Linked DNA regions of Mus musculus: region 2 is linked to region 1. Evidence: chromatin contacts called from public HiCAR-type data. All regions are on one chromosome and are shown on one strand. Each heading gives the region's core, a stretch centred on a gene start, on an enhancer-like site or on the middle of the called end of the contact. The rest is flanking DNA. Distances are from core to core; before and after follow the strand shown. Region 1 overlaps Abi2 (abl-interactor 2). Region 2 has its middle 11 kb from the start of Gm38137.

The links. HiCAR-type assays count read pairs that join an accessible place to other places.
Region 2: a contact with region 1 is called in a HiCAR-type map of embryonic stem cells, with 4 times the contacts expected there. The contact joins two enhancer-like sites. A contact is called at or near these places in 6 of 15 datasets of contacts at CTCF or cohesin (CD8 T cells, the NIH/3T3 cell line, embryonic stem cells and 3 more), 84 of 484 Hi-C or Micro-C datasets (the AML12 cell line, B cells, the C10 cell line and 40 more), 23 of 115 datasets of contacts at active chromatin or transcription factors (bone marrow-derived macrophages, cardiomyocytes, embryonic basal ganglia and 10 more) and 4 of 9 other capture datasets (adipose tissue, bone marrow-derived macrophages, embryonic stem cells and 1 more).

Annotation. Positions count from the first base shown.
Region 1 is chr1:60,430,979-60,434,830 of GRCm38.p6, reverse strand. Abi2 (abl-interactor 2) reads right to left here. Exons shown (of 12, transcript NM_001198570.1): 2 at 421-588. Among named protein-coding and RNA genes, the nearest start is that of Abi2, 23 kb to the right of the region's middle. Within about 2 kb of position 2,205, at least 13 of the 459 cell types and tissues checked have an H3K27ac peak or open chromatin away from gene starts, as enhancers often do. A contact at or near this core is called in differentiating embryonic stem cells, embryonic stem cells and stem cell-derived epiblast-like cells, where this site is marked.
Region 2 is chr1:60,850,896-60,854,747 of GRCm38.p6, reverse strand. No RefSeq gene overlaps it. Among named protein-coding and RNA genes, the nearest start is that of Gm38137, 11 kb to the left of the region's middle. Within about 2 kb of position 2,202, at least 123 of the 459 cell types and tissues checked have an H3K27ac peak or open chromatin away from gene starts, as enhancers often do. A contact at or near this core is called in differentiating embryonic stem cells, embryonic stem cells and stem cell-derived epiblast-like cells, where this site is marked.

The DNA of each region.
Region 1 (3,852 bases), core at 956-3,455:
CTTCTTTTTAATTCCAGCACTCAGGACAAAGAGGCAGGTGGATCTCCGTGAGTTCAAGGACAGCCAGAGTGACACAGAAAAACCCTGTCTCAAAAAAACCAAAAATAAAATAAAATACCAAAATAATTTTTCACTTCAGGAGTGATTATGTGACTGTGGCAACTGAGTTTTAATAAAATCCATCAAAATTTACTTTTCTGTCAAACTATAAAGATAATAACATCACAGCAGGACATAAAGTGAGTAAGTAAAACAATATATTAAAAAATTAAATTAAAAAAGATAACATCACAAAAAGAATCATAAACAATGCAATACTAAGTTAATATGTTGCAAATACATGCACATTAACCTGCACAACAAAGGCAAGTCAACAAGCTGTGTGTTGCTCATAGGCAAACAAACTGAACATGGTCTCACTTGTGAAATATGGTTGATTGAAGACTCCATCCTCCGTAACTGTGATGCCTGGATATCCAGCATCTGTAGGACATTGTTGGCCAAGGTGTTTATCAGATACGCAACACTTGCTAAGGATTGAGTGGTGTAGGCTTTGGTTTCTTCTAGGGCTCGCTGCTTATCTGGTGACTGTGAAGGAGGAAAATAGTGACCTTCAATTTAAAGATAATTAACTTCTAGCAAACTAACTTAGTCATTTAAACCACAATGCTACTAAACCTATACCAAGTTTAAAATATTCTGAAAAACATCATTGTTACACAATTCCAAAACTAAATGATTTAATGAGCTCACTGATATTTTCAAGATAACTATACATTTTTATATATACATTTTTATGTAAGTACAAATAAAGTTCTAAAGCTAGTATTTAAAATCTGAGTTCCAGTGTATACTTTGAGCAATGACAGCACATACACATCTTCCCAATTTAACTCCTTCGGCAGCACTGACATGAATGCACAAATACTTATTCTACTTTCTCTTGATTTCCTTTTATTCTCACACACAAAATGTGTTTGATCAAAGTATTAATAATGATAAATAAAATGTCTGATAATAAAAATAATTATAAAATTAAAATGCGAGGCTACTCTGTTCTCATGTCATTTAAGAGACAGCCTTATGGGGTAGAAATTGCCAATGTCGGCCCTTTCTTAGCAGTCAGTAGCACCTATCTCACAACTTCCACAACCCAGAAGCCTTATTTGAAAAACAGGGATTATGCAGCAAGAAGTAACCAAATGACTATTTTCCAGGTTACTGCAGACCAACATATTTTATTTTGCCACCTACAGGAAGATTCTGTGGTGTATAATAAAGCTAATCCATGTTTCTGATTCAGAAACCCTGTATGTTAGTGCCATCATTAATATAAACTACAAGAGTCACCATTTCTCAATTACAAAGCAGAGAGGGTACATCCCTGATTCAATCACTCCAAGAAAATGAAAAATTGCACAGAAAAATGAAAAAACTGATGTGAAGTCACTTTCTAAAGCATAAATCCCTGTATACAGCTGCCACTGCTCAAAGTATACACTGAAATACAGTGATAGGACTTACCAGAAGTCTACTACAGTCCCAATCACATCTCTCCTACAGTCTACAAAGCATGGATACAAATTTCTCCATGGATTGGAAGAAAAAAGAAAAGTCTTTAGAAGTAATTTAAAATAACCAAATTAACACCATATTACCATGAAAAGAGTTAAGGGGGGAAAAAAAAAAGAAGAAATTCAAGTAAAACCAAAGTGAAAAAGACAAATTATAACTGATACCACAGAGATACAAAAGCTTCCTAGGAACTATTATGAACAACTATATGCCAATAAATATAAAAACCTAGAACCAGATTTGTGGGTACACACAGCCCCCACCAAAACAGAACCAGGAAGATGCACATAACTTTAACCTACCAAGAACAAACAGTAAGAGTAAATAAAAAACACAGATTGTCCAAAAAGTAAAATAATAATAGCACTAGATGGTTGCACTGATGAATTTTACTAAACTTTCAATGACAAATCATGTTATCATAGACATACCTTGTAGCCTCCCCCAGCCTTGAGCAGGCTGATTCAGACCTTTTGCTGCCACTGAGACCACCTAGGGTGGAGCCTTCCCACCTAGATGGTTTTATTGTTCTGTCACCTGCCACTGCTCATCTCCAAGACTGCTACCTGCTGAGAGGCTGAACCTGCCTTCCAGAGAAATTCCTAAAGCAGCCCCAGGCAAGCTGGCAATTGACACCTTACTGCCAAACTAGTGCAGTCAGCCTAATTTATTGCTTATAGGCTGGCGACAGGCATCAAGAGTGGATCAGCAGGAGATAGGCTTTCCTCCTTTATAAGCACAGACTCTTAGTAAACATTGCCTTGATCAGAAATCTGCCTTGGTTTCCTTTCTTCTCTGTAGTTTCCTCCCTTACAGCTCCAGCCTCCCACTCAGGAATCCAGTTCGTGTGGCTAGTACTTGGGAGGCTAAGGCAGTAAGATTTCAAGTTCAAGGCAAGCCTAAACCACAGCACCAGATTGTCTATACAAACAACAACAAAACCAATGTCAATCCTCTTCAAACAGTTCCAAAGTATAGAAAGGAAGTCAACTCCCCAGACACAACACAGAAAATTCTACAGGCAGGTATTCCTATGCACATATAGATGTAAAACTTCTCCACAAATTACCAAGTCAAATACAAGAGCATGATCTGGGAGACTTACTCTACAGATGCAAAAATAATTCAGTATGAAAATTAGTAAATAAAATACCTCAAATTAACAAAGTGAAGGCTCAAAGAATGTGCAATCATCTCCACAGATATAAAAAAAGCATTTGATAAAACCCCTTTGTGGTGGCTTAAATGAAAATGGCTGGGCTGGTGAGATGGCTCAGTGGGTAAGAGCACCCAACTGCTCTTCCGAAGGTCCGAAGTTCAAATCCCAGCAACCACATGGTGGCTCAAAACCACCCGTAATGAGATCTGACTCCCTCTTCCGGAGTGTCTGAAGACAGCTACAGTGTACTTATATATAATAAATAAATAGATAAATAAATAAATAAATAAAATGGCCTCCACAGACGCATACGTAGGTGTAGGTGTAGCCTACTTGAGTGGGCGTGGCCTTGTTGGAGGAAGTGTGTCACTGGGGGTGGGCTCTGAGGTGTCAGAAGTTCAAGATAGGTTCAATGGCTCACCCTCTCTTCCTGCTACTTACAGAACCAGAAGCATTGTCTGTGTACTGCCATGCCTCCTGCCATGACCACAAAGGACTAAATCTCTGTAAACCAGCACCAATTAAATACTTTCCTTAAGAGTTACCATGGCCATGGTTATCTCTTCACAGTAATAGACACCCTAAGATACCCTTCATTACTTAAAAAAAAAAAAAAAAACTACAAAAATGTAGGTATAGGAGAGATAAACTTCAAGCTAGGCAATGGTGACACACACTTTCAATCTTTAATCTTTAATCTTGAAAAAACAAAAACAGAAAACAGTAAGTACTAGAGATGATGACAATCCCCACCCACAATCTACATTAAGCTTTTTTGTGTTTTTGTGTATTGTTTGTTTTAGATTCCCTATAAAATTTAAAACGTATTCTAGTTCTGTGGAAAATGCCATTGGTTTTTTATAGAAATTGCATTGAACCTGTAGATTGCTTTGGCTAGAGTGGACAGACATTTTTGCAAATTTCTATCTCCAGAACTCACTGGCCAAAGCCTAGCCAAAAAAGTGAGCTTATGTTTCAGTGAGAATATCCTGTCTCAAGTCAAAAGGTAGAGCTTAAGAGAGGAAAATACCGCACACTTTCCACCATCGTCCATATGTACCCATAGAAGCTCAAGTACTTCCAAAACTTACCATACACATACATGTACCACAAACATA
Region 2 (3,852 bases), core at 953-3,452, 420 kb before region 1:
CTCACATACATAAAATAAATAACTTTAAAACAAACAAACAAACAAACCTGTATTCTTTATCTTCATCCTTTCTTTTGCTATTAAGTCAGCATCAAATATACACAAATATTTCTCATTAAAAAAAAAATCAAAGGATTCTTCTACGCTGTCATCTAAAAAAGCTGATTTTCCTGGTCCTGGTTGCTTATTAGTCAACTCTGATCACCAAACCTAGACTTTCACTTTCTATCTAGACTTCATAATTGCCACATTGCTCTTATAAAAAGTATCTCCTACCAGATACTTTTGTGCAGTCCTTGACATTGTCAATTGTGACCTCTGATCATCTATTATTACATACTGAGCATTTATCATTAATTTTTTATTATGGACCTTTAAGGATGCAGATAAATAGTGATAAGGGCAGATAATAGTGATAAGGGTATGGACAGGAGGAAGGGAGGCCAACGCAGGTACACTCATGGACACTATGAGTAACTCAGCTTAGTCCCGTGACAACAGCTCGGTGGTGGCAGAAACCCACGTCAGCTGACTTAACCAAGTCTCATCTGTCATGACCTTTCCCAGCATTCCACCTGCCTCAAGCAACAGCAAGCCTGCTAGGGAAAACCTCTGATAGAAAACTGCAGATGCTTCCAGTGGGGTGCCATTGGTATCTATGATAACGGGATCTGTCAGGGACATTGGCAGATTCTGCTCCACAGACAAGGTTTTTTCCCCCTATGGAAATTTCAGAGGTGAATAATAAAAAGCAAGCATTATAATTGCAGACAGGGACAACACTATGAAGACAATACAGCCGTGGAGTATGGTTGCACTTGGCTGTGTTTGTGGGTTGAGCTGTGCCCCTCTCCCATTTATTGAGGTTCTAGTGTCCAAATCCTCCTTATAGAGGTAACCGGGTTAAAATGAACACATGGGCGTGAACCTTACTCCAGTGAGCCATAGCCTGATAGAGGAGGGGCTTTGGACAGAGGCACCCATAGAGGAATCCAACAGGATAAAAGGAGATGCCTGCCAACACGCAAGCCTGAGGACAGCCTGTAACAATCTCTAGCTCACAGAGGGAAACAAACCTTTGTCTCAGGTTTCTCTCCACCAGGAGATACTTAGTGTCTATTGTTTAAGCCACCTAGTGGGAGATACCTTATTAACAAAGGCTCTAGCAACTTAAACACTCTCTGCCAATTTGACCCCGTGGCTAGGGAAATCCCCTCTTTGGAGGCAGCTCTTAAGGTGAGGCCTCGTTGAAAAACAGTTCCGGTCCTGTGTAGGTCTGGGGCAGACCACTTTACATGGAGGAATAGCAGAGACAGTGCCATGGGAAGAATTTGGTATACTCAAAAAAATAGCAAGAGGGTCACTCCAGCTGGGTTTGGGGAGTGGGAGGGGGATGAGTTCAGGCTGAGGCTTGAGAGTCTGGCAGGAATGCTAAGCTGTGCTATGCCGTAGAAGCAAGCTAGGACTTAAGCAGAGCAGAGCAATGGTAGGGGTCGTCATGCTTTGTAAGTACTCTCCTCAGTGGCCAGTAAGTGTCCAGGTAAGGGGTAGGGGTCAGGATCAGAGGCAGAGGACCAGTGAAGAGACTACTTCCATTGTCCAGGGCAGAGACGTTAGGTTAACAGGTCAGAGGGACATCGAGGGTTCCAATGGAAAGAGAAAGAGGAGAGAACAAATTCAGGTATCATTAGGAATTGATAAGACTTGCTGAGGAGAGGAGATAGGAAGTCATCAGAGACAGCTGTTTGCTTAAGACACAGCTGGCAGGTGGTTAGTCACAGGGGGTGGGGAAGCCTGGAGCAAGACAAGGTTAAAGTCACAAAAGGAGACTTGCTTTTTTCTTTTTCCTTCCAGACTTCTTGCTAAACTGTTTCCTGTCTCCCTTCTCTCTATCCACAGGCATGTTGTCCTTTCATGATGCCTTTCTTACTGCTCGCCGCTCTCTCCGCTTGCTCCGTGTGTAATTTCATACATTCCCGGGACTCCACTTAGTACCACCTACAAGCCAATCACTGTGATCTATGGACACTTAACCCAAATCCTCTACAGAGTTCCAGAACCTCGTCCTCAACTGTCTTGTAGATTCCACACCTGGAAATTCAAGCTAAGAGTCCATTCTAGCCACACCCACCCTCGGGGCAACTTATTGCTGGAGCTCTGCTTCGAGGCTTCTCCATTCTTACTTCCTCATAGTTCTGCTCCATACTTCCCCCACACCCCTTGATTGTTTAGTAATGGCTATAAGAGAGGCCCCTGAGCACGGACTTAAAAGGGAACAGTGGATGGAGGATTGCAAACGGTGTTGATAGCGTAACCAAACGAGCCGGTCTCATCTTTGAGACATTATTCTTAGATTATGTGAAACATTGTGAGCTTATCTGAAGGGATTAATGGTTGGGTTGTTTCTTAATGGAAACACGTGTTCTAAAGGAAAGCAGAGCGTGTGGGAGGGGAACCCCTAAACACCAGGAGCTCCATATTTGCATACTACTGCTGCCCTTTGCTTGCCCTTTGTTTCTGGCTATCTCAGAGTGACAACTTTCCTCTTAAGTCACATGGCTGTAGAGTTAATATTGTCCTTGCACAGCTCACACAGCTGCTTCATTATAGTGGGCAGAAGGAGCTGATTATCATCAATAATGTTGGGGAAGAAATGGATGAATTTAGATAGAATACCTAATGAATATGACATAATAATCAAGAATCAGGTCAAGGGTTTAGTATTTGGATTCTATTAATATTACTCACTATGGTAACACAGCAAAAAAGGCACACAATTGAGAAAGATACCTAAAGCCATTCGAAAAAAAAAAAAAAACCAACATTGACTTTAGACCCTCTCATATTAAAAAGGCATGCAAAAAAAGGTTCACACATATCAGCTTTACTTTCCTTAATTTCTGCCTTGCTCAGCTAGTTATGTTTTCTGCATGTTCCTCATATACACGCTTATAACAAGAGAGGCTTCAAAAGCCCATGCTTTCAAACGTGATCTTTCCCCATTTTTAATAAAGGCTACAAAAATGCTTTTCAGCGATAACAAGCATGAAGGAACGGGGTCTGAAAAAGCTTCATTGTCTGAGGCCATTTAAAAGGCTTGTACTTGTTGCAGTATTTTCATTTGGTGAATATTACTAGTCATGGCCTTAATTTATTAATGTACAGTCTGGAATCAGAAATGCAATCTCCAATAATAACTGCGTGAAAGACCTTTCACTCTGGGGGCAGCGGCAAGCTCGGCAAGCCAGAGGCAAGCCAGAGGCAGTGACACAAAATGAATTCTGATCTATCTTTTTCTAAAGGAAATTGACAGCAGACATTCCTATCTCTTTCTAGCAACTCAAGCTGACTATAATTGGAACACAAAGGCCAGTCATTCAGCTCTCCCACCCCTGGCCTTTCCCGCAGCTTCCACACCACAGAATGAATGCTGGCAGCCCTGAATCATATTCAAGTCACTGGGAATGCTTTGCAGTCAGCAGAGCTTATATTTATGTCTACTTTCTTCATTGCAAGAGTGATTTGCTTGTGTTCCATGCTGGAAAGTCACAGGGCATTATTATTGAAAGGCCTCTGAGCAACCCTGTCTAGACCAGTGGCTTTCAGCCCTGACTGAACATTAGAATAACTATGGGCCTTTTTAAAGAGCTAATGATACCCGGGCTACACCCTCCAAGAGTCTAATTTAGTTGGTTTGGTAAGTGGCCTTGGCTTTCCTAGTTTTGAAAAGCACCCCCAAGTGATTCTAACATACAAATAGCCCCAGTTAGAAACTACCACTCTTTAGAGTAACCTTTTCATTAAATGAGCAAAAGCAGACTAGCCAAGAGGTGAGTGCAAATCTCAATGACT